2 separate regions of the Mus musculus genome follow, and region 2 is linked to region 1. A link is a contact called in public Micro-C data. All regions are on one chromosome and are shown on one strand. The core of a region is the stretch at or near the end of the contact, and the rest is flanking DNA. Distances in the headings are between cores, read along the strand shown.

What was found. A called contact is a pair of places that touch in the nucleus more often than the background predicts.
Region 2: a contact with region 1 is called in a Micro-C map of embryonic stem cells, with 4 times the contacts expected there. The contact joins the promoter of Inppl1 here to the promoter of Rhog in region 1. A contact is called at or near these places in 3 of 484 Hi-C or Micro-C datasets (all in embryonic stem cells), 3 of 115 datasets of contacts at active chromatin or transcription factors (embryonic stem cells, memory CD8 T cells and pancreatic cancer cells) and 1 of 9 other capture datasets (adipose tissue).

What each region holds. Positions count from the first base shown.
Region 1 is chr7:102,248,554-102,252,286 of GRCm38.p6, forward strand. It overlaps Rhog (ras homolog family member G), which reads right to left and starts at 1,565. Exons shown (of 2, transcript NM_019566.3): 1 at 1,492-1,565.
Region 2 is chr7:101,835,779-101,839,511 of GRCm38.p6, forward strand. Inppl1 (inositol polyphosphate phosphatase-like 1) reads right to left here and starts at 2,046. Exons shown (of 29, transcript NM_001122739.1): 1 at 1,943-2,046; 2 at 793-1,173. The coding sequence starts at 974. It overlaps Gm10602 (a long non-coding RNA gene), which reads left to right and starts at 480. Exons shown (of 2, transcript XR_003946663.1): 1 at 480-1,639; 2 at 3,024-3,733.

The sequences.
Region 1 (3,733 bases), core at 315-2,814:
TTCCTTTTCCTAGCAGGCCAAATGGCCCAACCTACTCTCCCCACTGGTTGGAACCAGTAAGTGCTAGGAGACAGGAACCTTAAAGCTAGTTCCCCCTGACCCCCCTCCCACACAACACACCACTACACACACACTCCTAGGCTGCCTTCCTAAGAATCAGGGTAGTTTGATTTCCCATGGACTTTCTCACTAATCTTATTCTTGTGTCACCCAACCCTGCCTGCTACAGACTGCTTCCCCTTGCCTAACCACAGTGTCACCCACCGCAGGTTCCCTTCATTCTGCCGGCTTCTGCTCTGGGCCTTCTCAAGGCTGAGGGCAGTTATTTTGTCTCTAAGAGATAAAGAACACCAAAACTTGCATGTTCACGGGCGTGTGCACATGTTTAATCATCTCCATCATCGGGAGGTTGCAGCCAGCATCTCTAAGCTAAAGACGTTTGAAAAAGGCTCTCAAACTCAGCAAGTTTAAAGCAGTTTCTGACACCAAAGCTAGATTACAGACCAAGGGAAGGAGACGGACTGAGGGCGGCAGGGAAGATAGAAACAAAATGGGGAGATATGTGTGTGGTAGTCAGAGGCTGAACAACAGGCAGGGCAGGGTAAATGCGAGATCAGGGCCTGGGTACATCTATGTGGTTGGGGGAAGAGCCGGAAGGAGGCGAATGTGGTCGACACTATGGCGAATGTGGAAGACAGTATGGGGAGTTCAGGTGAGGGAGAAGACGTTAAGAGCTCTCAATCATTACCGAAAGCCAGTACTCCAGCTGCCTCTCAAAGTCATGGAAGTTGTCAGTGACTATCGGTATAGTGGCCCTTTCCTTCCTCAGTTTATCCTCAAAATAAAAAAGGCCAGATTGAGTCTGATAGACACAACAGACGTGTTCACTAAATACCCGCTGTTGTATGGGACAGGAATAAAGAGGTTGGCTCAGAAAAATACAGAGAGGGAATGGGGATTCCCCCACCGAGTCCTCAGCAGCAACAGTGTAGCAGCTATGGACTGGCTCCGACCTTCCCGGGTGAGACTTCAGAGGCCTCAGACACCGCCCCCCACCCCCAACCCCAGCCTCACAAATGTCACAACTGCAGAGCAGAGAGCGCGCCTTCTGCAGCCCAGAGGCCCTTTCCTTTCACACACTACTGAACAGCCCCACAACTTCTGAGGGCACCCCACCGCAGAGTCCCAGCCTCACAGCTCAGCGCTTTCCCACTTCCGAGCCTCTCACGGTTCGGATCTCAGTGGTCCCTCGCGGACAGCAGGAGCTCGCGCTGTCCCTCGGATCCCACCCTCAACCCGGCCACCAGCGATCGGGTCGCGGTGGCCGCTGTCCCCGCCCGGCCTGCCGCGCCCGCCCAACTTGCAGTGAACGAAAACCTCCCGCCCTCGGCCTCCCTCCTGCAAACTTCCCGGCTCCCGGGTACCCAGTCCGGGCCAGCTTGAACTCCTCTTCCCAGGACCCCTGCCCGACGGGCTCGACCCGGGCCTCACCTGGTGCCCTCCCCGCGGCGGGGGAGCTGGGGGCGGCGGCGGCGGCTCTGGGCTCAAGAAGGAAGTGAGAACTGGAGGCCGGAGGAAGTGGGGGGGTGGGGGCCGGGCCGGCAGGGCCGGGGCGGGGCGCGGGGGCGGGCCGGCCGGGGCGGGGCGGACTAGGAAGTCGGAGGCCTCCCCCACCCTCCAGCCTCGGGTTTTCTGCAAGCTTTGCCCTCCGCACAGTCCCGCACACCCTGCTTCTCTCCACTCTTCGCCCCGTGAGCCCTGAGACCCCTTGAGTCTGGCCTCTCAAGGTCAGGTCTCCCCGCTTTCACTTGGCATCTCCCCCCCACCCCCCAGCAGGGGCCCTAAGCTAGGCGCTGGGCATTTGTTCTCTTCCTAGTATCTCACTCCCCGCCCCGCAGCCTCCGCGGGAAGGCTGAGAAATGCCTTCCGCTCAGCCCGGGAATCTAGAGGTAGCCGCGGCTGGCTAGGGGTTAGCCGGAATGGGTCAGGCTGGGGCAGTCCCCACCCCTGCCCTGAGCCTTGGGAGAATGCTGGGTGGTGGTGATTCAGCAGTGGGAAGGTCCCAGACCCCTGGGGAGGGTGGGGAGACAGAGGTGGGGGGAGGGCAGCTGCCGTCAGCACCCCGGGAAAAGACGTGATCAGCAGAGATGCAGGCGGAGCCGCGCGGGCCCCCAAAACAGGATGTCGTGTCGTGGTTCCGCACCTCGCAGCTCCGCGGGGCCCTGGGGAGGGGGCGGGGCGTGGGAAGACGTGGGGCTCTTCTTGTTCCCTGATCTCGCCCTGGCGCGCGGCTGTTTGGAGCGGTAGGACCGCGCCCAGGCCTGAGGTCCGGCTTGGGCCCTGGAGACCGGCGAGTGGACGGCCTCGAGGGCGCCCTCTGGTGCTTCTAACCCAGGCCTTGGGCGCAGTTTTCCTGGAGAATCCACAGTCTTGATTCTTTTAACAACTTTCTGGGTGCTCTACCACGTGCAGAGCTCCGCAAGGTACAGTGAAAACAACACAAGATAAACACCCCGTCTTACAGAGGACCTCCAAATAAAGTGGATCAGGTCTGACAGGTAGTTTAATGTTTCCAAGTATCAGTTTTTTGTTTTGTTTTGTTTTGGTAAAATCAACAAAAAAAATTTCTCCACCCAGAGGATGTGAAGATTACAGAATAGGTATCCGTGCTGTGGTACTGTATAGAAAGTCAAGTTAGGACAATCAAACTCAGGCTGGTCAGTGACTGACTAAACGAGTGTTCTCAGATTCCAGAAGCCTGTTCTCATCGCACAGGCAGTTTGTGGACCCCTTACTTCTTCTTTGGCCCTTAGGCAAATTCCTCCCAATGGGAAGAGAATAAATTGGAGGGGCTAGGGGAAATTTGGGAGGGCAGAACTAGTGTTTGGTATTTAATGGGAAGAGGTTTGTGAGTCCCAAAAATAACAGGGTCCTTAAGTGAGGTTTGTAAATCCCCAAAATAACAGGATCAGATTCAAGTGACTTCAATGAAGCTATTAAAAATACGTTCCAAGCCAGGTGTGGTAGCACGTTTGTAATCTCAGCATTCCAGAGGTGGAGGCAGGAGGTTCAGAAGTTCGAGGCCAGCCTGGACTATATAAGACCTTACCTACCTTAATAAATAAAAAGTTCCCGAGTTCAAGGCCAGCCTGGTCTACATTCCAGGACAGCCAAGGCTACACAAAGAAACCTGGTCTAAAAAAAACAAAACAAACAAACAAACAAAAAAACAAAAAACAAGCAAACAAACAAACAAAAGCCCAAACAAAAAAAAGAAAAACCTGAAAAAAAATTGAAAATTAGGCTCAGTGATAGATAGCATGCTTGCTTATCATGTGTTTAGGCCTGTACCCCAACACCACAAGCAATAGCATGTTTGTTTGAGAATCAATTGAGGGGCATCGTGGTAGGAACAGGGTGGAAAGAACATGGGGTAAAAATAGATTGAAAGACTGGGTTGGCAACCTGGGATCACACTCTGTCTCCTGAGCTCTGAATGCCTTGGGTTTGCCTCACCTTTGTCCAGGAGGGAGAACTTTCTCAGATATCTGTCTGATGGAATATAGAACTATTCGATCTGAAGCATCCAGTGGAGGAGTTAAAAATCCTAGGACTAAGTTTCAGAAGACCCTGAACTCTGGACTCTGCCAGTCAGACTAGAACAATCTTAGGCCACGACCTTACCCATTTCTGAGTCTCAGCTTCCCCCACTGGAAAACAAGGGGTTGGAGCA
Region 2 (3,733 bases), core at 796-3,295, 410 kb before region 1:
AAATGAAGGTTCTGAGGGCTGGCAAGATGGCTCAGCAGGTAAGAGCACTGACTGCTCTTTCAAAGGTCCTGAGTTCAAATCCCAGCAACCACATGGTGGCTCACAACTACCCGTCAAGAGATCTGATGCCCTCTTCTGGTGCCTGAAGACAGCTACAGTGTACTGATTTATAATAAATCTGCCGGCCTGAGTGAGTAGAGTTGACCAGAGCGAGCAGAAGTCCTAAATTCAATTCCCAACACCCACATGAAGGCTTGCAACCATCTGTACAGCTACAGTGTACAGAAAATAAATCTTAAAAGAAAGGAAGAAAAAGAAAGGAAAAAAAAATGAAGGTTCTGTCCCACACAGCTTCACCCTGTTGCCTCCCCCAAGTCTTCCTCCCAACACACACTATTCAACTCCACCCTACAATCATATATAGTCGCAGAATTGCCCAGGCGTCCAAACACTGGTCTCTCTGCCCCCTACTGCAGTGCTTTAAAACGAACTGCACTCATGTGGAGCATGCATCCTTTCCCTGTACATCTGGGAGAAAGTCTAAGCTGGTCTACCGCCGTCTGCCACTGTTTCTTGCCATCACACCCACCCTGAGCTTCAGAACTCTGGCCTCGGGCCTCAGAAAGTGCTCCAGGCACAGCAGGAAGTGCTCCCCTGTATCCTTCCTCCACCCAGCGATAAAGTCAAGGTCTCCCCTGGAGACAGGGCTGCAGCCCCACCAGCTACAGTCACCCCACTACCACGATTGCCACCACAACCAAGGAACACTCGGCGTGTGCCCGCCCTACTCACAGGACGCAGAGTGCGAAGGCCCCCGCCACGCTCTCGCTATCTCGCACCAGGAAGCTGCCATCGCGGCCCGCCCGAGCCAGGAGCTCCTCCGCAGCAGCGCGGCTCAGGTCACGGTGATACCAGGCTGGGGCCGGGCTGCCTAGCGCACCCCCGGGACTCGGTGTCCCACACACTGAGGCCATGGCCCACGCAGGGCTCAGCGCCGCCGATGCCTGCCGCTCCGCGCCATCCGCCCGGGGAAGCTTGAAGTCGAGGTTGGGCCCGGGTCCCGGGACTAAGGATCCACCAGCCCGAGAGAACCCAGTATGTGGGTTCCACGCTTGGCCGCGCCAACCGCCTGGATCTCCGCGCAGCCGCCGCCGCCCGCAGCGCCGGCCTCAACTTGAAGAGAAAGAAAAGTTTGTTCAGAGGCGGCGGGGGAGGGGCGGGAACGGAGCTAGGAGCTGGCCGGTCCCCTCCCCCTCCACTCGGCCCAGAGCCCGGGCCGCCCCTGCCCCCAGCCTCTCTCGGCAAGGACGATGCTCCGACAGCCCTACAGGACCCGCAAGACCAGCACCTCCCAAGTCCCACAATTATTTTGTCCCCCCACCTCAAGAAGATCCAGTTCCCCGGTACCCGCTCCGGGACAACTTGTGAGTCCAAGTTCTCGCTGGTGAATTCAATCCTTCCAACGATTCGCAATGAGATGACCCCTAATCCCTATGCAAATCTGATTCTACTACACACATCTCTTCTACTCGGCACCCCCACAGCCTTGCGGGATCAAGGTTCGGAAAGCAAGGCTCCAGGATAGACATCCACAACTACTACAACATCCAAGAGAACAAGTTCTCGTAACTCCTATAAGGTCAGAGGCCCCTTCAGACCTGAACCCCCCAAAACGATTCCTGACACATCCCACAAGATCCCAAAGAGATCCGATACCCCACCCCACACATACGCGCGCGCTCGAGGTGCCTTTCACGCACCGGTCCCCGCAGGCCCTCCAGCCTGGCAAAACCCTTCCCCCATCTCCACCAAATTGCCTGGCACCACGCCCCACACCCGCAGGCCCAGGTTTTGCAGTCCCAGACCAGGAGGACCCCCTCGACTACCTAGAAAAAAAGTTCCCTCAAGTCTCAGAGCCTCAACTACCGAACGCAGGCCCCACCTCTAGGGCGACTCGGGTTGACTCCTAGCCCGGGGAAGCCTCCCTGGACTCCCCGCGGCCACTTAAGATGGCCATCCGCCGCCACCGCGCACCCCGCGCCTTCCGCCCCGCCCGCGCCCCGCCTCGTCCGCCCGCGTCCCGGTCTCCGCCGCACGCCCGCAGAGTGACCTCGGGACAGCCTTGGCTCTTCAGTGCGCCCGAGCTTCTCGCTTTCGATAACTGGGGTAACGTTACGAGGGCGGGCTCATTGGGGCTCTGCCTGTAAAGCTCAGGGCCTGGCATGCAGCGTGCGCTCCGGGACGGCGGCTATTTTTATTATTAATTAAGGAGTAACGAAGGTGACAGCTGTGTAAACTGTAAAGCGCGACTGGGGACTGAACGGGTATTATTAGCACCGCCCCCGCTCCGGCTACTCCCTCCAAATCAACAAACTTGCGCTTCCGTGGGCCAGGTGCGAGCAGGGAGCTCCTAAGACTCTGGCTGCTAAGACCTCCCATCCACCGACCCCTGGGGCGGAAAAGGGGACCCGGCGGGAGAAGACGGGGCGGAACCCAAACAGGGCTTTGGCCCGCCCTATTTCCCCCCTAAAAAAAGACCTGGATGGTGGTGGCGTCTCCAAGGATTTCTCTTCCTGCCCCGCCCCTCTGCCCCCTGGCTCCTTAAAGGCGCAGGCCTCTAGCCGCTTGCCTACAACCACCAACTCCTAGAGTCTGTCAGGAGCATCCCTTTAACCTGGGAGAGAACTTTCGCTCTGGTAAATTGAACCTGTTGACCGAGCCTGGGGTCAACCCTGAGGAGTTTCCCTCTGTTTAGAGGATAAGCCAATTTGCATTGGCTTAACCCATCTAGAACAAAGCCTGGGACGTGACGGGTCTGTAGGGACCTTCCAGAACAGATAAATACAAAAACAGAGATCCTCCACCCACCTACCTGTTTCTCCTGGTCCTGCCAGGGCTTAAATAAAGTAACATCCTCCAATCTGTACCCAGCTCCTCCCGCCGGGAATGGAGGACGCCCACCCCAGATCCCGGGGGTGTGCAGTGGGGTCTTACTTTCCTATGCCTGTATTCCCGACCCACAGGAGGCAGAAGCAAATGGAACTCTACCTAGTTGTAAGCCAGCTTCCTTGGTCTAGACTTCCAGCCCATCCAAGACTACATAAGAGATGTGGCCTCAAAGAAAGAAAGGAGAACGAGTTGGAGAAAAGCTGTCACGACCCTCCAAAATCAATATATTTACAGCTTCCTGAGAGGACGGCGATGCTAAAGACTGTGTCATTGGGGTGAGATGGCTTAACAGGTAAAGGCGCTTTTGCCAAGTTTGAAGACTTTGAGTTGAACCCCAGGGACCCATGTGGTGGAAGGAGAGAGCTCCTGCATGTTGTCCTCTGACTTCCACACCTGTGCCAAGTCATCCATGCAGCCCACACACCTAGGCACACACTCAGAATAAACACAAATACAATTTAGCCGAAGGCTAGAGGGTGCTTCTGCCTCTGGGAAGCCACTAATAGTTTCTTTGGCTTCATCAGTAGGATACAGCACTGGGCGAAATGCAAGCTTTTGTTTCTTCTGTATCTTCCAGATTGACTTCCTAATGGACTATCCTCGTCCAAGGGACCCCAACCCAGTCAATCTATATCATAGTAGGCAGTGTGAATTTTTACCCCTTTCTCCAGAATCTCTGCTGGACTCCCGTTTCCAGCTTCCCCTTTGTAAGCTGAGAACAGAGCTAAGCAGACACATGATGGGAATAGGGAATGTGTTTTGTTTTTGTTTTTTTTTTTAATTA